Linked DNA regions of Mus musculus: regions 1, 2, 3, 4, 6 and 7 are each linked to region 5. The links are chromatin contacts, called in public Hi-C, HiChIP or PLAC-seq, Micro-C and promoter capture Hi-C maps. All regions are on one chromosome and are shown on one strand. The core of a region is the stretch at or near the end of the contact, and the rest is flanking DNA. Distances in the headings are between cores, read along the strand shown. Region 1 holds the start of Tead2 (TEA domain family member 2). Region 2 holds the start of Rcn3 (reticulocalbin 3, EF-hand calcium binding domain). Region 3 holds the start of Emp3 (epithelial membrane protein 3). Region 4 holds the start of Flt3l (FMS-like tyrosine kinase 3 ligand). Region 5 holds the start of Ppp1r15a (protein phosphatase 1, regulatory subunit 15A). Region 6 holds the start of Prrg2 (proline-rich Gla (G-carboxyglutamic acid) polypeptide 2). Region 7 holds the start of Scaf1 (SR-related CTD-associated factor 1).

The links. Promoter capture Hi-C pulls out the DNA fragments that hold promoters and counts their contacts. Hi-C and Micro-C count contacts between places; a contact is called where the count stands out from the background. HiChIP or PLAC-seq counts read pairs in DNA pulled down with a chosen protein or histone mark.
Region 1: a Hi-C map of cerebellum shows a contact between it and region 5, with 4 times the contacts expected there. The contact joins the promoter of Tead2 here to the promoter of Ppp1r15a in region 5. A contact is called at or near these places in 4 of 39 promoter capture datasets (cranial neural crest, frontonasal cranial neural crest, hippocampal neurons and 1 more), 1 of 484 Hi-C or Micro-C datasets (cerebellum), 2 of 115 datasets of contacts at active chromatin or transcription factors (neural tube and pancreatic cancer cells) and 1 of 9 other capture datasets (pancreatic islet).
Region 2: a contact with region 5 is called in an H3K27ac HiChIP or PLAC-seq map of microglia, with 4 times the contacts expected there. The contact joins the promoter of Rcn3 here to the promoter of Ppp1r15a in region 5. A contact is called at or near these places in 1 of 39 promoter capture datasets (liver), 2 of 115 datasets of contacts at active chromatin or transcription factors (microglia and thymic regulatory T cells) and 2 of 9 other capture datasets (adipose tissue and liver).
Region 3: a Micro-C map of embryonic stem cells shows a contact between it and region 5, with 4 times the contacts expected there. The contact joins the promoter of Emp3 here to the promoter of Ppp1r15a in region 5. A contact is called at or near these places in 4 of 39 promoter capture datasets (the C10 cell line, HPC-7-derived erythroid cells, hippocampal neurons and 1 more), 3 of 484 Hi-C or Micro-C datasets (embryonic stem cells and myocytes) and 4 of 115 datasets of contacts at active chromatin or transcription factors (the 230-238 cell line, memory CD8 T cells, pancreatic cancer cells and 1 more).
Region 4: a contact with region 5 is called in a promoter capture Hi-C map of neural stem cells. The contact joins the promoter of Flt3l here to the promoter of Ppp1r15a in region 5. A contact is called at or near these places in 7 of 39 promoter capture datasets (the C10 cell line, cranial neural crest, hippocampal neurons and 3 more), 3 of 484 Hi-C or Micro-C datasets (the 63-12 cell line, B cells and erythroblasts), 7 of 115 datasets of contacts at active chromatin or transcription factors (bone marrow-derived macrophages, embryonic stem cells, large pre-B cells and 4 more) and 3 of 9 other capture datasets (adipose tissue, liver and pancreatic islet).
Region 6: a contact with region 5 is called in a promoter capture Hi-C map of pre-B cells, with 2.1 times the contacts expected there. The contact joins the promoter of Prrg2 here to the promoter of Ppp1r15a in region 5. A contact is called at or near these places in 2 of 39 promoter capture datasets (hippocampal neurons and pre-B cells), 2 of 115 datasets of contacts at active chromatin or transcription factors (pancreatic cancer cells and thymic regulatory T cells) and 2 of 9 other capture datasets (adipose tissue and liver).
Region 7: an H3K27ac HiChIP or PLAC-seq map of microglia shows a contact between it and region 5, with 12 times the contacts expected there. The contact joins the promoter of Scaf1 here to the promoter of Ppp1r15a in region 5. A contact is called at or near these places in 10 of 39 promoter capture datasets (the C10 cell line, the HPC-7 cell line, cranial neural crest and 6 more), 5 of 115 datasets of contacts at active chromatin or transcription factors (bone marrow-derived macrophages, memory CD8 T cells, microglia and 2 more) and 2 of 9 other capture datasets (adipose tissue and liver).

The regions. Positions count from the first base shown.
Region 1 is chr7:45,214,033-45,217,053 of GRCm38.p6, forward strand. It overlaps Tead2 (TEA domain family member 2), which reads left to right and starts at 1,760. Exons shown (of 12, transcript NM_011565.3): 1 at 1,760-1,800.
Region 2 is chr7:45,090,547-45,093,882 of GRCm38.p6, forward strand. It overlaps Rcn3 (reticulocalbin 3, EF-hand calcium binding domain), which reads right to left and starts at 1,667. Exons shown (of 7, transcript NM_026555.2): 1 at 1,550-1,667; 2 at 895-1,142. The coding sequence starts at 1,136. It overlaps Fcgrt (Fc receptor, IgG, alpha chain transporter), which reads right to left. Exons shown (of 7, transcript NM_010189.3): 6 at 3,236-3,336; 7 at 2,447-2,809. The coding sequence ends at 2,700.
Region 3 is chr7:45,919,434-45,922,816 of GRCm38.p6, forward strand. It overlaps Emp3 (epithelial membrane protein 3), which reads right to left and starts at 1,993. Exons shown (of 5, transcript NM_010129.2): 1 at 1,809-1,993; 2 at 856-971; 3 at 502-604; 4 at 1-25. The coding sequence starts at 933.
Region 4 is chr7:45,134,542-45,138,015 of GRCm38.p6, forward strand. Flt3l (FMS-like tyrosine kinase 3 ligand) reads right to left here and starts at 1,891. Exons shown (of 9, transcript NM_013520.3): 1 at 1,838-1,891; 2 at 1,477-1,543; 3 at 1,123-1,236; 4 at 581-634. The coding sequence starts at 1,509.
Region 5 is chr7:45,524,799-45,528,068 of GRCm38.p6, forward strand. It overlaps Ppp1r15a (protein phosphatase 1, regulatory subunit 15A), which reads right to left and starts at 1,470. Exons shown (of 3, transcript NM_008654.2): 1 at 1,197-1,470; 2 at 1-593. The coding sequence starts at 584. It also overlaps a transcript of Plekha4 not described here.
Region 6 is chr7:45,059,925-45,063,188 of GRCm38.p6, forward strand. It overlaps Prrg2 (proline-rich Gla (G-carboxyglutamic acid) polypeptide 2), which reads right to left and starts at 1,728. Exons shown (of 7, transcript NM_022999.1): 1 at 1,664-1,728; 2 at 817-968; 3 at 281-462; 4 at 48-87. The coding sequence starts at 901. It overlaps Nosip (nitric oxide synthase interacting protein), which reads left to right and starts at 2,505. Exons shown (of 9, transcript NM_025533.3): 1 at 2,505-2,607.
Region 7 is chr7:45,014,972-45,018,090 of GRCm38.p6, forward strand. It overlaps Scaf1 (SR-related CTD-associated factor 1), which reads right to left and starts at 1,278. Exons shown (of 11, transcript NM_001008422.1): 1 at 1,109-1,278. It overlaps Rras (related RAS viral (r-ras) oncogene), which reads left to right and starts at 2,971. Exons shown (of 6, transcript NM_009101.3): 1 at 2,971-3,119. The coding sequence starts at 3,045.

The sequences.
Region 1 (3,021 bases), core at 510-3,009, 310 kb before region 5:
AGCGAGCCGGTGAGGAGGGCTTCTCCAAGGTCTCTGCTTCAGCTCCTGCCTCGCCTCCAGGTTCCTTTCCTGGTGATTTGGTGATGGATCACAATGGCAATCTTAAATTAACCCTTTCCTCCCCAACTTTTGGTCATGGTGTTTATCACAGTAATAGAAAACAAACTAGAACACCCTGGCTAGCTTCAACTCCACAGGAGCTGGGACTGTAACTCAGTGATATCACTCTTACCCAGACCTTCAGTTTGAAGAGAACAAAACCCTGGGTTCCAACTCTCTGCCCTCAGGCAGCCAGGCTCTGCCTCTAAGTGGGATAGGAGCCACTTGCAGCCACTAGTGCCTAAGCAGTTGTGGAGTCTGCACTTCTGTGGATCTTCAGAAACGCAGGGGGTCCAGCCCAACAGGCTTCACTCTGGCCAGGTCACAAGGAAGCTGTGTTCTCATCAGAAGCAAACCAACCCACCCCAGCACTTTACTTATCACACAGAAACTGGTTGGACCAGATACAGCTCTGAGCTGGAACTTCTGCCTAGCCCTTGTGAGGTCCCGGGTTCTGACCTTCATCTCCACTTTTACACACCCACACCCACACTTCTTCTTCTTTTTTTTTTTTTTTTTTTTTTTTTTGGTTTTTCGAGACAGGGTTTCTCTGTGTAGCCCTGGCTGTCCTGGAACTCACTCTGTAGACCAGGCTGGCCTCGAACTCAGAAATCCTCCTGCCTCTGCCTCCCAAGTGCTGGGATTAAAGGCATGTGCTACCACGCCCCACACCCACACTTCTATACACACACAAGTATACATGGCTGGAGATGGCTCAGGGATTGAGAGCACTGCCTGCTCTTCCAGAGGACCTGGATTTGACTTACAGCACCCACATGGTTGACCACAACCATCTGTAACTCCAGTTCCAGGGGATCCAGTGCCCAGTGCCCTCTTCTGGCCTCTGTAGGTATACATGCAGACAAAACATACAGATAAAATGTAAACGTTAAAAAACAGAGTAAAATAAAAACACAAAATGGGCTGGCTCAGCAGGTAATAGCACTGACTGCTCTTCAGAAGGTCCTGAGTTCAAATCCCAGCAACCACATGGTGGCTCACAACCACCTGTAATGAGATCTGACGCCCTCTTCTAGTGTGTCTTAAGTCAGCTACAGTGTACTTATGTGTAATAATAAAGAAATCTTTGGGGTGAAGCAAGCAGGGACTGAGTGAGTGGGGCCGAACAGAGCAGACCGGAGTGAGCAGCAGTCCTAAAAACAATTCCCAACAACCACATGAAGGCTCACAACCATCTGTACAGCTACAATGTACTCACATTAAGAAAATAAATAAAATCTTTTTTAAAAAACCCACATAAGTTTGGTAAAGATTATTTTGTATCTGTCAATCCCACATCCTCAGCAAACACCCAGGGTGACCCAGGTCATGTCTCCTCTTCTATCTGGGAGTCTACTCCCTTCAACTCCCAGTACCTTCTTCTTCAGACCCAGGGTCCAGATCCCAATATTCTTCTTTAAGACCCAGAGTTACAAACCCCAGCCTCCTCCTCTAAAGTCATGAATCCAGGCCCCCATAACCACCTTCTCTCCTAGGGACCCCAGCAACCCTACCCAGTCCTTAGATGGACTCATCTCTCCTAAAGCAAGCACCTCGCAGCGAGTGTCCCTGTGAGATTCCAAGCCTACCGCCGGGCCCGCCCCCCCCCCCGGTCCCTCCCACTTTTCCCAAACAAAGCTCCCGGCAACTTTCTCTGGGTCTCGCCCCGCCCGCCCGCGGCTCCCCTGCCCAGGCCGGGAGGTAGGAAGGCGCCGGCGGGAATCGGGATCCTGCTTGGGGTTTGTGAGTTGGGGTGGGAAGTTCCGCGCGATGAGGTGAGGCGCGTGTTCCTGAGATCGCGTGGGAACTGCCCGGAGCCCTTTTCTGCCCCGGGGCCGGAGTTTGCGCGGGGGACGCAGCCGAAGTGTGGAGCTGGAACTTTCTCCGGAGTTAGGGGCCTGGGGATGGTCTGCGGCTGGGGGAGCGCGCGGGGTGGCCGGGGGCTGCGGATGTGGGAGCGAAGGAGCGACCACGGGTCTTCTGTTAGTTCGACCCCTGGGCCATCCTTCGTGCAAGTATCCGCCCTGTGGGCATGTGGCCCCCACACGGAGCAGGGCAGGAGCGGGAGTGGCCAAGGGAGAGCCATAGGGCCCCTTGGACCTTCGGCCATTGGTCTTCCGAGGATTGGTGACTGGGTCAGGAGATTAGAGATGTCCGTCTGTCTTGCCTGGCTCGTCTGTCTCTTTGTCTGGCCACATGGGGGTGGGCTGGGTTGGGATTTCGGCCTGTGGGGGTCCTGAACGTCGTCGCGACACTGGGCTGGGCTTGAGATCTTTGTTCACCTAACCTCTCTCTACCAGGTCAAGAGTCCAAAATTGGAGGGATGGGACTCAGAACTTTGGGGTCCTGGGAGTTCTGGATAACATAAAACCTCTAGGGAGGAGGTATCTGACTGTATGGGGAAAGTTTTCCCTGTTCTTGGCCTCCGGAAAGTCGATGGGAACTTGGGCTGGAACCGAGCCCGGGGGAGGGGCGGGGCCGCTGCTCGCATGCTGGCCTCGCCCACAGCAGGGGTTGTGGGGAACTGGGGGAGGGGATGCCTGGGCTCTTTGTTCTGTCCTCCAGATGGCTGGGCGACTGAGTCCCAAGGCCTGAAGTTTGATGGGCACCCAGCCCCGCCCCCGCCTGATTCTGTGGTTACTTTCTGGTCTGGGCCCTGACTATGCCCCCTTTTGCTGTGTCGATCTGGATTTTTGTCCCTGGATCTCTCTGTCCCCTTCTCTCTGGGTGTTGGTTTTGGACTTAGCCTCTGCTTCTCCAGCAGCTGCTGCCCTTCTCTGAGCACCTGTTCTTTCTTAGTGGGACAGGAGAGTCTCACTCCTGCCAATTAACGAGACTCTGGTCTTCCCTAAATCCAAACACAGCCTCAGGCACTGCACCTGAGTTGGTCAGGTGGCTTCAACCCCATGCAGTCCCAATGCA
Region 2 (3,336 bases), core at 417-2,916, 430 kb before region 5:
CCATCTAAAAGCCTAGCCTGTCCCCTACAGGAGTCCTAGAGGAGTTAGTTGGATTAGCACCTGACACAAATCAAGACCCTCTACTCTAGCCCCGACCTCTAAGCGCTGCACAGACCCTAGCTGGACTTGAGCTTAAGTGTGAACAGGGTGTCTGGCCTCTAACTTTACCCCAATCCTAGAGTGCCACTGTCTCTATTAACCTTGAAGCTCCGCCTCTCACCATCTCAGGGCCCGCCCCTCTTTCAAGTGCAGTCTGCCCACTTCCCTAGATGGGCTGATCAATTTGGGGCTCCTCTCTCTCCAGCTCTGCCCTGCTACTATTTGCCCAGTTTAAAATTAGAAATTGCCATCACATTAAAGACGCAGATCTTTAATCTCAGCACTCGGGAGGCAGAGGCAGACGGATTTCTGAATTCAGGACCAGTCTCGTCTACAGAGTGAATTTCAGACTAGCTAGTTCCACAAATGAAATTCGATCTCAAAGTACTAATAACAATGAAAATAATCAAGCATATTTGCACGAGTGGCCTTCTTGTCCCGGGCCCATGCTGACTGTATCTGTCACCTAGAAACGGGGCAAGCCCGTCCAGTCCAGTTGGCATCACTCATCCCAGGTCAACCTGATCTCTGACCTTGGCATCTTCCTCAAATCCCTTGTCTTCAGTCTCTACCGAGAGTCGGCGTCCCGTTTAGAAGAGAGAAGAGGGAAGTCCAGACAGAGGCATAGGGGGGACTGAGGTAGAGGGGAACCCAGGGGTTGGTGACGCAGGTCCCCCACAGCCTCAGGTTTAGCTCCGCCTTCTCCCAGGAGGTGAGTGCCACAGTTTTGTCTTTTCAGTTAACTTCTCTCTCCCCACCTCCCACTTCTGCCCCGCTCCCCCGCCATCCTCCTACCCAAGTCGGGCCTGGCTTTCCTCTGGGCTGAGTTTGTCAAATTCCTTGGCCACGTCTCGTCCCAGGAACGCCTCATGGTCGTACTGGAAATTCCCGTGGGCGTCATCGTGGGGGGCCTCGCTCAGGGGGGTTCCATGATGGACCCTATCCTGGCCATGAGGTCCTGCATCAGGGGATGGCTTCCCGAGGGCCCAGTGCCTCAGCAGTAAGAGAAGCAACAGAAACGACCATCGCCACATCATCGGTTCCTGAGGAGAGGTGAGGACCAGCGGTCAGGGATAAGACTGGGGGCGGGGGGTGTCTGAACCAGAGATAATGTGGGAGAACTTTGAAGGGGGCGGAGTAGAGGAGGCTGCCTAAGGCAGGGCCGATAAAAGCGCAGGCTGCAAAAAGTTTTGGGCTCAAGAAAAGTCGGCAAAAAGAATAGAGAATTTAAAGGCAAAACAACCTCTGGGGGTGGAATCCGAGCCTCAGAGGAGTCTCAGAGCAGAAAGGGGGTATTTCAGTTAGAGACGTGGCGCATGTCCCACCCAAAGTTCAGGGCATGGTGGTGGCCGAAAGCATCATGCAGGCTCCTCTGTGCTGCCCCCAGGCTGGACCGCGACCCCCACCCTTCCACCCACCCCACCTTCACCCCACCATCACCCCACCACACCTCTGTTACCCGGCCTGAGTTAGCTCCCTACGCTGAGCTCTGCTTTCGCACAAAGATGCCCAACCTGGCCAGGTTCCAGTTAAGCTCCTCCACCAGCCGTCCAGAGGCTGCCGCCCTCTGACCAATGACTGCGCAGGAAAGCCTCAGGGGCGGAGCCAATGACGACCCCCTTGCCACGTCCACAAGGCCGAGCTCCAGACCCGAAGGCGTGGTGGGCGATAAGGCTGATATTGAACTACAACTCCCAGCAAACATATGGGCCGACTTGCACGACCACCTCCAGAGTCTCTGGCCCCAGGGGATTAAGGGGAATGTATTTTTTAAAAACTCTTTCCATTTCTTAGATCCGTTTCAGAAAAGAGGAGGTCGGGTTTGGTTGGCTCACTTGGGAGACAGAAGCAGTCTGTCTCTATGAGTTTGCCGCCAGCCAGGACGACGTAGAGAGACCCTTGTCTTTAAAAAAAAAAGGGGGGGGTGGGGGGGGAGCGCGGCTGGAGAGATGGCTCTGCAATTAAGAGCACTGACTGTTCTTCCAGAGGACCAGAGTTCAAGTCCCAGCAACCACATGGTGGCTAACCATCTGTAATGGAATCCAATGCCCTCTTCTGGTGTGTCTGAAGACAGCTGCAGTGTACTCAGATACATAAAATAAATAAATGTTAAAAAAAAAAAAAAAGAAAGAAGGAAGGAAAGAAAGAAAGAAAGAAAGAAAGAAAGAAAGAAAGAAAAGAAGGAAAAGAAAGAAAGGAAGGAAGGAAGGAAGGAAGGAAGGAAGGAAGGAAGGAAGGAAGGAAGAAAAAGAAGAGAAGCAATGCCTGGTACAGTGTAGGTATCACATACACAACTCGGTCTATAAAATGGCCAGGCTGCACGATAGCAATCAAGAGGTGTCTATATGATCTTTCCCAGACGCGTTCAATTTATTCCAGCTGCTTGAAACTTGAGAATAACGATGCACACACAGATTTGGGGCCAAATTTATGTGGAGATGGAAAACAACCATGTACATTAAGAAGGGAAACTGAAGCAGGCCACAAAAGCAGGGATCCATGGGAGGACATCGGGCCCAGGCTCCCTCAGGAGGCTCGGAGACAGTTCAGGAGGTCACACAGCCCGAAAGGCTGCAGTGGGCAGGGGGCCCGAGTCTGCATCAGGAAGTGGCTGGAAAGGCATTTGCACCTTGAGGTTCAGCTTCTGGGGGCAAGTTCCCACCAGGCAACAGGTCACCAGAGTCATCGCCGCTGAGAGAAAGCCATGGGGCTGAGAGAGAGGAACAGAGGTCAGCACAAGTATCTAAGGTCTCACCCACCCAACACACCTGACAGGGTCACGCTATGGTCTCTGTTCCCATCTCTTTTCCCAGGGTGGTCAGGGACTCTTTTGTCTCTATTATCTCTCTGCCTCCCCTCTTTCTTTCTGAGTCGCTACTTCCTGCCACGACCCCCAATCCTGCACACGGCCCCTCCCTTCCCCAATCCTGCACACAGCTACGCCCCTCCCCAATCCTGCACACGGCCCCTTCCCTCCCCTCCCCAATCCTGCACACGGCCACGCCCCTCCCTCATTCTGCACACGGCCACGCCCCACCCCAATCCTGCACACGGCCCCGCCCCTCCCTCATCCTGCACAAGGCCACTCCCACCCAATCCTGCACACGGCCCCGCCCCTCCCCCATCCTGCATATACCTGGCAGACCGCTGCGCATCCTGCCCCACAACAGCACACCGCCTGCGATGGCCACTACCACCAGCAATAAACCAAGAACGATTCCAACCACAGGCACAGAA
Region 3 (3,383 bases), core at 743-3,242, 400 kb after region 5:
AGGGCCTGCACTGCCTTCAGCCAGCCTACAGGGGGCGACACAGGTGAGGTCACAGCTGGAACCGCTGTTCCCACTGGCTGGACTCTACTCACTGTAGGTTCAGCCAGGCAAGCTTCAGAGATGTCCGTGTTACAAGGATTACAAGGGTTACCAGGGAAACATCTTACTGATGAGCCCCATCCCCACACTCACTGGCGGTCACTTCGAATCCTGAAAGGAGGCAGGCCACTCCATCTCTTAGAACTCTGGCCTCTCCCTATTCTCCCTCCCACATCACAACACTCGCTCCATTTCTTTACAACTCTGAAAAGTCTTCTCAGAATTTAGGGAGCTTTCTCCCCTGTTCCTTAAGCTACAGCATGTGGCTCCAACCTCTCTGGATTTATTGGTGCCTTTCCATCCAGACAAGCTGCCTATGGCCACCCCAGGTGCTCATAGCCTAGTCTAGGCTCCCAACCCTGGCCCTGGCAGGCCTTCCCCTGCCCTCAGCCATATGCTCACCATTCTCACTGACGTTACTGCAGGCCCATGTTTGAGTGGTGGTGTTCCACGTGCAGTCATACCACAGGTTCAGGGACTCTTTGTCTGGGAGAGTCCACCAGGACTGGAAGGGACAGAGACCGGGGAGGGTGAGGTGAGACACAGGACAAAAGATGTCAGGGAGAGTGGGGATGACTCCTGATGGCCAAATGCATGGGCTAGGCCAGGGGAAAGTACACACGCAGAAGTAAGAGTAGGGAAGGGGAGGAGTGGGGAGGAGGAGGCACAGAGGTAGGGAGGAAGGGAAGCAGAGGCAGGTAGGTGGGGTCTTAGAGATGGGCTATATCTGGGGTTCCCAGTGAGCTGGAAACTTACCTTGTCCAAAGTGGCCACAAAAAGCAAGACAAGAATGAGGATGTGGAGGGCAGAGACCACCAACAGGAGGAGTGACATGGCTGCCAGATGTCTGGCTCAGGGCAGGAGAGGCAAGCCTGCAAAGGGTGGGAGCACTCAATCCTAGGGGAGGAGGGCTGGAGAATGGCTTTCTAAATCAGAGAGGAGGGCCAGGGAGGTAGGGAAGTCTCTGGTGTGAGGGAGAAGGGGAGTAGGCCGAGCAGTTCCTCCCTGGGGAGAAGGGCAAGCCAGGGGACTCCTGCTCTTGGAGGCGGGCAGAGACTGTCCTAGATGGACTTTTGGGAGACAGAGGAACGGGCAGGACTAACAGTGAGCTGGTGCATCTTCAACACTCTGTCCCTGGGCCGTGTGGGTCTCCATATGAACCATCAGGAGCAGGAATTGCCCCCGGGACAGGCATCCTTGACTCACTGACTCTCTTCTTTCTCCTGGAGTGAGTCACGAGTGACTCATCCCCCCTCCCTCCAACACCAGGGAAATGCCAGCCTCTGGCTGAGTCTCTGGTCCTCACCCGACCTGACTGCAGACCCCGGCTCTAGACACTCAGGGAGGTGGATTTGCAGCAGGGAGGGTGTGGTCTGAGTGGAGAGACCACCTCCTACCACCCTTCAGTGTCCAGAGAACTCAGCCAGCCCTGGGAGCCCTCCTGCACCCCTTCATCTAAGAAGGGAGTGGAAGACCCCAGGGAGAAGCCACAGGACATTCTTCATGGTGGGCTCTGTTGGGACAAGTCTCATAGACAGCTCTAAGCTCTCCTGTATTCCCACTACAAAGGCTGAGAGATCAGTTCTTCAATTACCAGTCTCCTCTGGAGCTAAGAGTGGAGGGTCTCTTCCTGCCTAAGGTGCCCCGCCCATGGTGCCATGCCGCCCAGTAAATAAAGCCCCATCTGAATAACGGATTGAAAAACTTACCGAGAGTTGCTGAAGAAGTCAGAGTTGGAGTCTGTCCTCGTTGGGCCTCTTGCCCCGCCCTTCTGCTCCCTCCTTCCACTCTGAGGCCCCCGCCTCCCTCACCGCCTTCCTCCCACCCTTTAATACCCACCCTTCTCCGTCTGCCTTCTCCCTCCCTCCCTTTCTCTCTCTCCTCTGGTGGTTTTCTGCTTCTCTCGACTCTCAATATATACCAACCCTTTTATATCCACTTTAGCCTCGCCCAGCTGAGGTCTCCAGTCAGGGGAGGGCACGAAATCTTGGTTCCTTATTCTCTGCCCACCCAGTCACACAGAAGGCATGTTCTGGGACCTCCTTTCAGGGCTCAGATGAGAAGTCCTTGAGGCCCTGGGGTGGAGCATGTTACCTTCTTGGACTGGATGCCTGCTCTCTTTGATGAAGTTTGGGGCAGAGTAGATGACACAAGAATCTGTAGAAGGCCAGATCCTGTGACACAGATCAAACTTTGGGCTGGCTCATGGCAGGACAAAAAGTATGAAATTACGGGAAGGAGCAGGATATAGCTTTAAAGAATGCCAATGTTGCCATTCCATGGTTGTGTGGCCTGGGATAGATTATTTCACTTACTTGGGCCTCAGTTTGCTAATCTATATAGTGGGTATAATACACAGTCAATAAAGAAAATAGACGGATGGCAATAATGACTAGGTGGGCAGATGCTAATTTAAAAAGGATAATCCTGGAAAGCTTCTTGGAGGAGGTGCTATTTGACCTGAGTCATTTGGATACTAGGGAGAAAATGTCCCAAGCTTTGAGAAGAAACGCTGGCCGTTTGGAGAGCAGACAGAATGGCCAGTGTGTCTGGAGCACAGAGAGCGTAGGGTGTGGTGAGCGGGACAGCAGAGGATTCACTTGGAAGTCATGGAGGAATCAGGATTTTACTGTAAGTGCTGTGGGAGGCCATTAGAATTCTCACAGCACTCTAGTCCCAGGGTTATAGTGTGAACTATCATTTATTCTCAGAGTTAGGGGCTGTGGGTGATGAACTAGGACTGATGAAGTTAGGGCTGGGGATCTGGATGATGGTGCTAGAGCTGGGTGTGATGACCTAAGCCTGCAGGGGTGAGTGACCAGCTGGCTTGGGGATTGCGAGACTGGGAGCTGGGTACCACACAGCACAGCCTCTGCAGCATCCATTGGCAGTGTGACCATAGGCGTTACTGATGACGTCTCCACTATTTTCCTTCATCTGTAAAAGAGGGATAGCATCGCGGCTAGCTTAGATCTAGAGCAGTGCCTGGTAATACTGTACAACTTAGAGCGGGCTTTGGAGCCCCGAGTGGAGTCGAGGGAACTCTGGCTCTAGTAATTGGAGAAAGGGCAAAGACTTGAGGCCAGTGCGTCCGGAAGCTAAAGTTTGGAATCTTAAATGAGGATGGATGGAGGAGGGGGACAGAAACAAGGGGAAGTCTAACTCTGACCCTGGAGAGAGTAGAGAGTGGGTCACTGAGGACAAAATTGGGGGGCTGGGATGGAAGCTTGTACTTCTCCATGATTGCAGGGACAGGAGGCTGCATCCCAGGCCTGGGAGGAGTG
Region 4 (3,474 bases), core at 641-3,140, 390 kb before region 5:
GCTCAGAGAGTAGGGGCGGGGCTAGATGACTGACATGGGTTAGGCCGGGCCAGAAGGCAGAAGGAAGGAGAGCGGGTCAGGATGGCTTAGTGATGGGGCTAGGTGTCAGCGGAGAATGGGCGTGACCAGATGCTAAAATTAGTGGGCGGGGCCAGGAGACCGAAAGAGGTGGGGCCAGAAAGGGTAGGAAGGGTGGGCCTGTCACTTGTGAGATGGAGGTGGGTATGGATCAAATGCCTGAGATGAGACCCGGCCAGACACCAAGGGAGAAAAGTGGTGGGGCTTCAAGTCTGAAGACCACGCCCTCTCCACGGAGGGGCGGGGCCAGATGCCTGAGAGGGAGTGACCTACTAAACCCAAGCGAGAAAGGAACATAGAGGCCAGTCTTGACAGCTTGGTGGGAGAATGAGCTAGGATGCCTTGATCTGGGGCTAGGATGGGGTGGGTGTGGGTGGAAAGAAGGTCTAGATTTTCAGGTCTGAGGGTGCAGGAGGTAGCCCACTAGTCTTGTCCCTGACTGGTGGCACATCTTGAGTCTGGTTCCCACCTCCATCCCAGGGCCCTCCCGACTGTGACTCACGTCCTGAAGATTGACGGCCACAGTGACTGGGTAATCTTTAAGCAGGTGGTCAGTCTATGGGAGAAAACAAGGTGAGGCCTGATTGAAAGCAAGAGCAAATTATAGAGTCGGAGAAGTTGACCCTGAGACAAGGGGACAAGGACAGAAAAGAGGCAGGACTCACATAAAGAAGAAGAGAACGAGAGAGAGAGAGAGAGAGAGAGAGAGAGAGAGAAGAGACACCAAGACAGTAGCAAAGAGACTCACAGAGCAGCAGAGGTCTACAGAGAGAGGCATCCAGAGAGAGGGACAGAGAGAGGGACAGAGAGGAACATGTGCTCAGAGTGAAGGCCAGAAGTCCTAGAGAGAAACAGTGACAGAGACTCAGAGAACAGGGACTCAGAAAGAGAGACTGAGACAGAGAAAGATAGTAAGAGACCCAGAGAAGGGGGCAGGGGGCGGAGATCCAAAGAGAGAGGGACAGAGACCTCACAGAGATAAAGACATGTTGTGAGACAGAGATGCGGAGATAAGGACCCAGCACAGTATGGGAACTGGCTCACCAACTCTCTAAACTTCACTTTGAAGTTGGAGGAGATGGGACTGTGGCTGAAGTAACAGTCAGGTGTCCCCCGCAGGCAAGGACTCAGCAGCAGCAACAGCAGCAACAGGGAGGACTACAGGGAGGTGGTGTCAGCAACTGACTTCCATGCAGGGGCTCCCTGGATCCTGCTTCCCTCATTAACTGGGTGTCATCTTCCCTGTCTCTGCCTGTCCTGCACCTTGGCTCCTGTGACAAACCTGTGGCCATCCTCTTTTTTTTCTTCCAATCCTGTTCTGTGTCTGTCTCCTCATGCCTCCATCCCCTGCCCATTTCCCTTCTCCGCCCGGCTCCATCACCCCTCAGGTATACGCACATTTGGGCTCCAGGCTGGCGCCAGCACTGTCATCTCTGCCGGGGACCCCTCATGCCTGTGACAGGTTCTTGGAAGTGACAGGAGGGCAGGTCTCGGGCTCATACCCTGCAGCCCCTTCCCCACCCACCCCTGTACCCCGCCGCCCCGCCCTGCCGCCCTTGATGTGGGTGCGTTTCCGCCTCCTGCTCCCCCAGGCTTCCTGCACGAGCCTCAGTGACTGTGAAAAGTCATCTCCTCTTCTAAGAACCCCGACCGACGTCCCCAGAATCCTCCCCAGGTCTCGCACCCTGCTCCCTCTGCCCGGGAGTGGGGACCTTGGGACCGCCCCTCGGGGACTTGGAAAGCCATTCACCCCACGCACCAGGCTTGCCCCAGCTGGGTGTGGAAAGCCAAAGCTGGATGACAGCCAAAGACCGAAAGTGAAAGGAAGCTTTGGGGTAGACAGTGCCAGGGGTGAGTTCGAGCCCGGGCGGGACACGCCACCTAGTGGTAACAAGTGGCGCGGCCGCAGACCTCAGCTTGGGCCCTGAAAGGATAGCGAAGGGATGCGACAAGGCTTTCCAGCTTCGAAGTGTATGTAGAATCCGAACAGTGTCAGTCACTTCAGCTGCCATTAAATAGACTTTGCCTCCACCATAAGGAATGTCATAGTGGCTTCCTTTCTGATTTCCCTACTTCCTAGCCATCATCTGCTTCCTGGGGCACAGAACTTGTGAACCTCCAGCCTCTAGGTTCCTGATTCATTTGGGATAAAAGTCCAGCCTTCTTAGCAAGGACTGGTAATACAGACCTGTCACTCCAGTTTCCAAGGAGCCCGAGGCAGGAGGAATGAGGGTTGGAGGCTGGCCTTGTTTCAAGACTGGCCTGAGCAATTTACTAAGACCCTGTCTCAAAAACTACAAAGATGGCTGGGCGTGGTGGCGCACACCTTTAATCCCAGCACCCGGGAGGCAGAGGCAGGCAGATTTCTGAGTTCAAGGCCAGCCTGGTCTACAGACTGGTTCCAGGACAGTCAGGGCTATACAGAGAAACTGTCTATAAATAAATAAATAAATACATACATACATACGTACATAAATACATAAATAAATACTACAAAGACGGGCAGGTGCACAGCTCAGTTGGAGAGCAGCTGCCTAGAATCCACCAGAGAGTCAGTGGCAGAGAACTAGCAAGCTTGAGGTCCCCGACTCAATCGATGGTGCCGCCCACCTCACCCCTCCACATAGAGCTGCAGTGTTTGACTCTGTGCTCTCCTAACCCCTCCCTGCTAACCTCATGCTATCAGTGTTCCTTCCCAACACTAGCCATGCGCGTGCGTCTCAGGTGGGCATTCTCTTGGCCAGGGGCCTTTGCACTAGCTGTTTCCAATCATGGAATACCTTCCCTCCAGATCCTTGTGTTGTCCCCATCTTGCCCAAGCCCTTGCTTAAACACATAGGCAGAGGCCTCATGACACCCTTCCCCAAGAAGCTCCCCTCGCAGCACCAGACTCACCCTGCTTTGCCCTTATCACCATTTAACACACGATGTGGTTTCCTTATCTTCCCCATTGTCTTCTATTCTTCCGTGGCTGTTTCCACCCTGCAAAGCCCTTGCACCCAGAACTATGACTCGCCTAAGCAGCAGCTACACAAGAGTCCGACCTCTTCCCATCTCATTGCTGTGGTGTAGCACAGGATGTGTCTGGGCTTTGGTTTTGGTTCCTAGGAGATAAATCCTTGGGATTTTCCAAGTATGGGGAGTGCCTTTGTTTATCGGGGCTGGCACCTGGACTCCACCTGAGTCCACACAGAGGCAATTCAGAAAGGACCTGGTTGTGCTTGAAAGACCAAGAATGAAGAGTATGGTGCATTGGAGGCAGGTGGACCAGGAGTTCAAGGTTAGCCTTGGCTACATATAAGACCCTGTGTCATATAACAGGCAAGATGTGGTGATGAAACCTTTACTCCCAATACTTAGAAGAGGCAGCTGGATCTTCTCTGAGTCGCGGGTGGA
Region 5 (3,270 bases), core at 220-2,719:
CCCGGAGCTATGGAAGCAGCAGAAGCTTGGTAAGTCTTCACTGTTTCTCCATCCTCTTCATTCTCAGCTGGACCACCCTCCAGCTGTGATGTGGGATAAGCGGGCTCAGCCACTCCCTCTTCTCTAGCCACCACCTCCCCAAGCCTCTTATCAGCCCCTTGCAGGCCAGCGGGCTGTAGTGTGGCCTTGCCAGCTGTGCGTTCCATTTCCTTCTCTCTAAGGTCATCTTGTCCTGGCTTTGCATTGTACTCATCAACATTTGAAAGTCCCCAAGTTTCAGGAGGGGAACTTTCAGCTTCCACAAGGCAGAGCCTCTGGGCTGCTTGACTCTGTTCAGGAGATCCACTTTCTTCAGTCTCCCCATGAGGGAGGAGGTTACCAGAGACAGGGGTAGGTGTCAGCAGAGCCGCAGCTTCTATCTGATCTGCTCCTGTTACTGTTTTTGCCAGCCATGCCTCTGGGACTTCTGGGCCCCTCAGGCGGCTCCAGGCCCGACTGAGCAAGCCCATCAGTGGGGACAGGAGATAGAAGTTGTGGGCGTCCCTCCAGTGCAGGACATGCTGGGGTCTTGGGCTCGGGGCCATGTGTCTGGGCTAGAAAGGGGGGAAATTTGTTTAGAAGTCGCTCTGGGAAACAGTCTCGGGTCACAGCACTGAGTCATGGTAACAAATAGTCACAGCAGCAACACGTGAATGCCTGCCTCGAATTCCAAATAACATTGCTCACACCCAACTCTGCCACTTGGTTAATCTCTCTCAACACCCAAGCTCTACATCCTTAGAACCAAGAGCCCACACTCTTAAACCCTTCCCTTAGCCCCAGTCACAGTTCCTGGCCAGCCCTTCTCAGACCTGTAAGAGTCTGGCTTTTTAGTGACCTTTCGTTCCTCAAGCTTGTGTTCATGCCCCTAAAACCTCCCTCTGCCTACCCCTCGGACCCTGGTTATTCCTCCTGGGGTCCTTCCCTTTATTTGGCGCTATACAGATATTGCCGGTCGAGCCTCCCGGCCCCTTTCCCTTTAAACGAAGAGTGTAGACGTGGGCTCTCCTCTCTCAGACCAAATAAGCCATCTGGGCTTCTGTGCCTTTTCCCCAAACCTGGAATCGCCCTCCAGCTTGCCCCCTCAGATTCCACAACTCTCTCCAGTCTCCTCGCCAGAGAGTCCTCCCTCAAAGGCCGCCCCATCCCCCACTCACCGGCGGGCTGCACGTCACCCCGGGGGCTGAAGCGCCGGTTCTGGTTGCCAAAAGCGATCGTGGGTCCGGACTGCTCGCGAAGCCAGCGGGTTCATGTCGCCCTCAGGCGTGGGGCTCGGGGACGCAATGTTTCACAGGCTGTAGCAAAGGCTGTCCCGGCCGGCAAAGGGATGCGGGGTCGCGCGGGATATCGCATGTAATCTTCCACAAACTCAGAGCTGACTCAATCTGCGCCAACATCGTCCACGCGGCTTTTATACCCTGACGCGGCGCTGTGCTGACGTCACCGGAGAGGCGGGGTCTCGGAAGTCCCTGGGAAAGGTGGAAAGAGGAAAACAACACTGAACTTCTCGCGGAGACTCCGCGCTCTGTGAGGTCACCGCAGCTTCTCAGGCGTGCCCTAGGCTCAATCGAGAGAGCCGTCGATCTCACGTAATTTCCGAGCAAGTACGCGAACCTTATCTGGCAGTCACGTACCGTGCCATTTCCCTTTCCTTTTATTTTCTTTATTTGAGAGGCTGGGACTGGTTTCCATCTCTGTAATCCTCCTGCTACTGTCTCCAGAGTGCTAGGATTAAGGGCGTACACCAAGACTTCCGACCTTTTTTCTCCAAGCAAGAGTGACTTTTTTTTTTTTTTTTTTTTTTTTTTGGAGAGTGGGGGGGGTTCGAAACAGGATTTTTCTGAGTATCCGTGGCTGATCAGGCTGGTAGATCAGGCTGGCTTCAAACTCAATGATCCACCAGCCTCTACCTTCTAAATGTTGGGATTAAAGGTCCCAGCCACCACTCCCCTGTTAGCAATGGATTTTTATTAGAAGACAAAACACCCAATGTTTTTAAATTTTATTTATGTATTTTTTTTAAATGTAGGAGTGGTCTGTCTGCTTGTTTACCTACGTGCTAGAACAGGTCATAAGATCCCATTACAGATGGTTGTGAGCCACCTTGTGGTTACTGAGAATTGAACACAGGACCTCTGGAAGAGCAGCCAGTGTTCTTAACCACTGAGCCATCTCTCCAGCCTTTGTTTGTTTTTCCAAGACTAGTTTCTGGTTGTCCTGGAACACAACTTTGTAGACTAGGCTAGCCTAGAGCTCACTGAGATCCGATTGCCTCGGCCTCCTGATTCCCGGATTAAAGGCTGGTGAGATGGCTCAGAGAACAGTGACAGCCAGGCGTGGCGCACGCCTTTGATCCCAGCACTCAGGAGGCAGAGGCAGGTGGATTTCTGAGTTCGAGGCCAGCCTGATCTACAAAGTGAGTTCCAGGACAGCCAGGGCTATACAGAAAAACCCAGTCTCGAAAAAACAAAACAAAAACAAAAAACCAACACCCCCCCCACCCCCCGCCAGAACAGTGGCTGCTATCTCACACCTCACAGGCAAAAAAAAAAAAAAAAAAGACAAAAACCAAGATTTTCTTTTAATCTTTTTTTTTTTTTTTTTTTTTTTTTTTTTAAATTTTTTTATTTATTTTCTGTACATGAGTACACAGTAGCTGTCTTCAGACACACCAGAAGAGGGCATCAGATCCCATTACAGATGGTTGTGAGCCACCATGTGGTTGCTGGGAATTGAACTCAGGCCCTCTGGAAGAGCAGTGAGTGTTCTTAACCGCTGAGCCATCTCTCCAGCCCCCTTCTTTTAATCTTTATGTGAGTGTTTTCTCTCTCTCTCTCTCTCCCTCTCCCCCTCTCCTCTGTGTGTATATTATATATCATGTCTGTATGGTGTACAAGGAGGTCGGAAGATGGCATCTGATCTTGTAGAACTGGAGTTAAGATGTTTGTGAAGCTCCACATGGAGCAATCTGGGGACTAAATTTGGGTCCTCTGCAAAGAATAGCAAGCACTTAAGCCCTGACCCATCTTTCTGGTCCTTTAGTTGTTTTTGGTGGATCTGTCTGTTTTTTGTCTTGTTTTCAGACAGGGATTTTCAGTATAGCCCTGGCTGCCCTGAAACTCACTCTGTAGGCTAGGCTGGTCTGGAACTCACAGAAATCTACCTGCTGCTTCCTTCTGAGTGCTGAGATTAAAGGCATGTACCACCATGCCTGCCCAGTCTGTCTGTTTT
Region 6 (3,264 bases), core at 478-2,977, 460 kb before region 5:
GGCTGCTTCCCCAACACAGGACGAGAGGGCTGAGAAGCATCACTCACCTCCCTTGCCATTGTACGTATAGCTTTCCCAGAAGCGCTCCTAGGGTTAGAGAAGAGAAGGAAAAGATAGCAACTGAACACGAAAAGTCATGCCCCGCCCCCACCCCACCAGTCCACCCTGACATAGGAGACCCCATGGAGGTGAGGAGGGAGCTGAAGGCTGGAGCCTGTGATCCTTAACACCTAGAGAAGGCGGACAGGCCCTCGATGCCAGGGTCCTCTGAGGCCCTCACCGTCAGTGTGTTGTCCTCAAAGTACTCCCGGGCCTCCTCCCAGGAGCACCTCTCCTCCAGACACTCCCGTTCCAGGTTCCCAGGGGTCAGCAACTCCAGGTCCCAGTGGTTAGCACGAGGAAAACGCCTGCGGCCAACTAAGAAACTCTGGGCCTCTGGGGCATCCAGGAAGATGTCAAGAACTAAGGACATCAGAGTCAAAAGCAGAGTCCTTAGGATAGAGGACAAAGAAGACAAAGAACTATGGGGTCCTAGGGGTACGGACCAGGCCTGGAGAACCCTGAGCAAGAGGGGACAGAGTTTTCACCATTGGGCATGAAGGAGGAAGACTGGAGTCTGGAACTCTACTTCTGAAGCAGGGGGTGACCATGTGGATCTGAGGGGAGAAGCCGGGGCACAGACCCTAGGATCTGAGGGAGAAGCGTCCGGGTCCAGGAATCTAGGAAGTCTCCTGGCTAGGGAGAGGCAGAACTAAACCTCTGCAAGGCTCTTCTCCAAACACTCACCTTCAAACTTGAAGAGACTCAAACACTCACCTTGGTTTTGCTCTCTGTGAGGTGAGGTGTCCAGGCAGGTGGCCAATCCCATATAGACTAAGAGCAGGGAAGGACGGCCCCTCATACTGTGTGGACTCCCAGATGACAAATGCTGCAGCGGAGTTAGGAGGCCAGGACTCCCTGCCCGCACTCTGCCATCATGATAAAAGCAAGTAACCAACTCGTGTCCCATGCCAGACACCGTGGGTCTTTATCAACTCAGGACTTTATCAAGACAGGGTTTCTCTGTCTGTGTAGCCCTGGCTGTCCTGGAACTCACTCTGTAGAGCAGGCTGGCCTCAAACTCAGAACTCTGCCTGCCTCTGCCTCCCAAGCGCTGGGATTAAAGGTGTGCCACCACTGCCTGGCTCATCTTAATTTTCAAGCCAGTCCTATTACTCCTGCCATTTTTATAGGTGAAGAACGTGTTACCAGGTAGTAAAGTCATTTGCCTATTGTACCAGGTTTTCGAATGTCAGAGGAGGACTTTGGAGGTGACAATGATAAGCACACAGTTGCTGAGGCTTGCTTTCTCTACCTATCACAAACCTGACAACACACAGTAGGCATTTAAACAAGCTCATCATCAACCCTCTTCCCTTCCAGCCCAGCAGATTACATTCCAAGTCAGCCTCCCTCTACCTGTTGCCTCATCGAGCCTCAGAGATCAGAGACTACACGACAGATCAGGTCGTATATTTCTAGGTCTTGAAGGCTTGAGGAGACAGAGCCCTGGGGATCCACAGCCTAGAGCTTGGGTCCCAAGTTTCTAGATCCCAATAACGTGGGGAATCAGGACACCAGATCCTCTGCCCAGGAGTTTCTCGGGGAGCATGCACCCACTTACCTGGCCAGGGCTGGGAGCTCTGCCTCTCTTCTTTAACGAAGGCCCTCTGGGTCAGAGTAGCCAGCTGTGCAAAGGGGTAGGCAAGAGGGGAGGGGAGGAGAGGAGGGGAGCTCCTCCTGGGTTACTAGGCCCGAGCCGGCTACTGGCGAGGGGGCGGGGCTACTGATTACCTTCTTTGGGAGGGACTCAGGTAAGGGACAAAGTACTTAAAGGGACCATAGGATCAAGGTCTTCAGTGCCACGGCCCCACACAGAAGAAACAAGGCTTTCCGACACCATGGAGGGATCTAGGGGGCTTTATTAGAGTCTCCTCTTCCCTACTTGTCCAGCCCGAGTCTCTCTCTACAGACGACTTGGCAGAGCCAGGAAAATAAATCTTAGGTCTCAAGAGATCTACACACTGGTGGGAAGGGAATTCTTTGGTTCCTAGAATAACTGGGCGGTACCACAATAAATCTGTTTCCTGAGGATAACTTGAACAGTTTAGTCTCGAGATCTTTGAAAATTGTTTTTTCTATAATAGGGGAAAGAGTTCTCACTTATCGACTCTTAAGATGCAATGGGGGAAAAAATAAGTAATATATTTGGGGAACTGGATATCAGTCTCTTCGGGTGACAGAGTTAAGTCTCCAAACTCAAACTTGAAGAGACTCAAAGCAACTGCCCCGCTCTGGGTAATGCCTAGAACAGGCTAGGGTGTCTCCCAGAGTCAAACCACTTTCGCTCACCGGAACCTTCGAGTAGTCACTCACGTTTCCGGGGGGATGGAAGAGAAGAAGAAAGCACTTACCAAGCCAGGCGAAGCGCCTCCGCGACTAGGGGCAGAATTATTTCCGGTCTCCTCCTGTCGGGCGGAAGTAGGAGGAGTAGAGTTTAAAAACAGTACTCTTTTTCCGGTTCGGGACGTAGTTGAAGCAACGACAAGCCGGATAACCGCTCTTGAGGTAAGCTGCAGGCGGTGAGGGGTCGCGTCGCCAAGTTTCCTTCTTGTGGGAGAAATTTGCAGTTCTGAGGGAGGTAGGATAAGGTTTCGCACTCCGAATCCCTGTCAATCATTAACAGCGCTCTTGAACGCCTAGGTTGGAAGACGAACTACATTTCCCAGGATGCCTTGTACTGTCTCCCTCATCCTGGCTGGTTGTAGAAAATGTAGTTCCGCAGTAGAGGAGTGATGCGGACCAAGTGAGGGGGAACTTGGGGTTCCCTGTGTTAGTGAGAGTTGAGGTCGGATTTCTAGACAATGGTGAGGAGGGGAATGAGCAGTAGTGGTTTGGACCCTTGAAGGTTCCTTGAAGCAATTAAAATATTTTATTCTGCTTGAGACCGAGTCTCAGTATGTAGCCCTTGCTGTTATAGAACTCGCTATGTAGTTAGCCTCAAACTCACAAAGATCCGCCAACCTCTGCCGCCCAAGTGTTGAGATTAAAAGTGTGCACCACCACACCTAGCACTTATTACCCCCCCCCCCCCGCCCCATTGTTCGTTTTTGTTTTTTGGCTTTTCGAGACAGGGTTTCTCTGTGTAGCTCTGGCTGTCCTGGAACTAGCTCTGTAGACCAGGCTGGCCTCCAACTCAGAAATCCGCCTGCCTCTGACTCCCAA
Region 7 (3,119 bases), core at 28-2,527, 510 kb before region 5:
CACAAAGTACATAAAACATAATGGAAAATACTTTCCAAGTTTCAAATGGAACCATGAGTTTGCAGGACTGGAGTAATATTAGTAAAATACATATGTTGGCATGCACTTAATCTCATCGAATAATGCATTTTTTCCCTTCCTATCAAGGTCAAGTTGCAGAGCACTGCACTAGATGATCCCAGACAGCTCTACAGACCCTCAGGAATGATTCTAACTCCTCAGCATGGGGACAACACAGGTTCTTTTTTGTTTGAAACCATTTTCTTTTTAATTACTTTCTGAAAGGCAAGTACATTTGAGCTGGATAAAATTCCCAGCGTTTTCTGTTATTATTCTCTACACATTTATCTACTCTTCAAAAGCACTTGAATTTCCTCCAAGACATAGACTGTATTCTTGCAATCATTGGACGATTCTAGTTCCTTCAAACTACCCCACCCTACCCCACCCACCCCTATCTCCGAGTCACCCCCACATAAAACACTTCCCAGACCTTAGCGACTCATTTATGCCTCTGGGCACATCACAAAGCTTGCTTCCCTCTCCCTAGGTGGGAGTACATCTCTTTCTTCCAGGTGGACCTTAACACTTCCTAGTCCTTGAAGAGAGCTTCCAGGCCTCATAAATGGTCCCAGATCCATGTAGATGAGCCGAATGCAGAGGCCAGCATGAGGAGAGACTTCCCAGCCCTAACAAATACACCCCAGTGAACTAGGTGACTCTGCAGACCCCCTTAACTCCTGGGGGAGTGAAGATCTCAAGATGGCCCCAAAAGCCTCTCAACAGACCCTAGCCTACGGTCGCACATAAAAACCATCTACGGCGCCTGCAGACGTGTCCAGGCTCAGCAATGGGAAGGAGGGCCGGCCTAGTCGCGGTCCAGGCCATACGAAAGCCCTCTGGCACCCACGGGCGCGTCCGGGGCCCTAAGAAGGCCCCCTACTCAGAGACTGCCTTGGCCGCTGCAGCCGGGTCCGAAGGTGCCACGCTACGCTCTCCAGGCCCCGTGGCATACGGGCGACACTCGGAGACGACTAGCGACCCGACTCCGCCCCGCCCACCCCGATAGGCCCGAGCCCCGCGGCCCGGACCGCCGCCGCCATCTTACCCCGCCGCTCGGGCTGCGGCTCCGGTCCCGGCGCGGGGCGGGGCGGAATGGGGCGGGGCTCGCGATTTGAGCTGGGGAAGGGCGGAACCAAATTGCCGCGGCGCTTGCCGGGATTTCAAGTACCCAGCTGGGTTTCCGAAAGGCCGGCAGCACCGGAGGCGACTCCGTTTCCCAGAAATCAATGCGTCACATGGAGGTGGAGTGCGCGCGCTGGATGCCGGGAGATGTAGTCCGTGTGAAGACTCCGTCACGCGGGGGACAGTGTACGGGGTGAGAGGTGAAGTGGGCGGGGCTGCTGGAGCGCGCGGTACGACCCCCCTCAGTGTCCTGCGTGCGCGGGGAAAAAGGCGGCGGATCAGGAAGTGATGTAAAAAAGGCGCTCCGTTGTTGAGATCCATGGGAATTGTAGTTCAATTAAGATGGACGCTACCCCGCCCATGGTCGTCCTTTCTGAATATGAAACCCTTCTAATTTTTTTCTCCTATAAATCCTAAGAAGATTTTTTTGAGACGCTGTCTTATGTATCTCAGACGGGCTTGGAACTTGCTGCTGTCTTTCTGCTTCTGTTTCCCCAGTGCTGGGACTCGTCAGTTATCATGCCCAGCTTCTAAAATTATTTATTGGGGGGGGGGAACTAGAGATTGAATTTAAATGCTCATACATGGTAGACAAACGTTCTATGTTATCACTAAACTATATCTATAGTCCTCTTTTCGTTTGTTTGTTTTGAGATAAGTTCATTCTAAGATGTCCAGAATAGGCTTTAACTTAAAATAATCTCCATTAAATTCAGAACTCAGGAGTCAAACCAGAGCTCCTTTACTCAGGACAGGAAAATCCAAACTCTGAGTCTTCTGGTTCAGAGCAGATGAGTGAAGACTCATTTCCCTCTTCCTTGGGACTCTGGAATTTCAATCCTCTTCCCTTTCAGGACGTCAATACCATATCTTACATAAATGTAAGTGCTAAATTCTTCCACAACCCTCCCGGAGCACTCATGCCCTCGAACTCAGAATTCTGGGTCCCCAGACTCTCCATCCTTTGGCCCCATGAGTCCAGACTCCCAGCTTTCCCAGTAGTAGTAAGGAGCCCCTCCCGACCCCCTGGACCGGAGTCGGACCGGAGAAATCTAAGTCTCTAACTCAATACTCTCGTAGGAACCAGTGTCTGAGCTATCAACCGCATCCTTCCAAAGCCCAGAAATCCTGGCTGTCGGCCCTTCTAGACCCGGACTTCCCGACTAGGATGAACTGGCTCATGGATTAGGAATGTGGTGATCTCACAGCCCGTCCTGCCCAGTTACCCTGCTGTCCCCCTCCAGGGCCCCAGCTCCCCTCCCAGTCTATCTTCCGTTTGGCTGGGACAGCGGGAACCGGAAGCCTAAGTCCATAGACAGGCCGAGACGCCAGCCTCTAGAACGAAGCTGGGGCAGAGAACTTGGCGACAATCCCAGGGAGGAGGCGGAGATTAATTTTGAGACCTGTGCTGTCCTAAGATCTCCCTATATACGGCCCTGAGAAGGAGCCCCAAGCCACACCTACCAGAAACAGTGGTCCTTAGATAATAACTACCGCAACATTTAATTTGCATATCCCCGCCCCGAAGAAAACTTTTTCGCCCAAAGATGGGGTTTATTAGCATAGCTCCTCCCAAAGGCGGACTGCAGGAGGAGAGCTCGTGGCTGTGCTTAGGGTGGACACAGGGTCATTAGCATATCCCCACCCCTCTTGGAATTCCCCGTTTTTGCAACCTTGTTTCCCCTACCCTTATTAGTCTAGCTCCTCCCTCACTCTGGCCTCGCCTCCTCCAGAAGCATCCGGAGACTCGTGTCCTCTGGCCAAAGCTCATGTTTATGCAGTATTATTAGCATAACCCACCCCTTGGTCTCTCCTGACTCCCCCTAGGCGGTAGCGGCGGCAGCAGCAGCGGTGGCGACATGAGCAGCGGGGCGGCGTCCGGGACTGGGCGGGGGCGGCCCCGGGGCGGGGGGCCGGGACCCAGGGACCCCCCG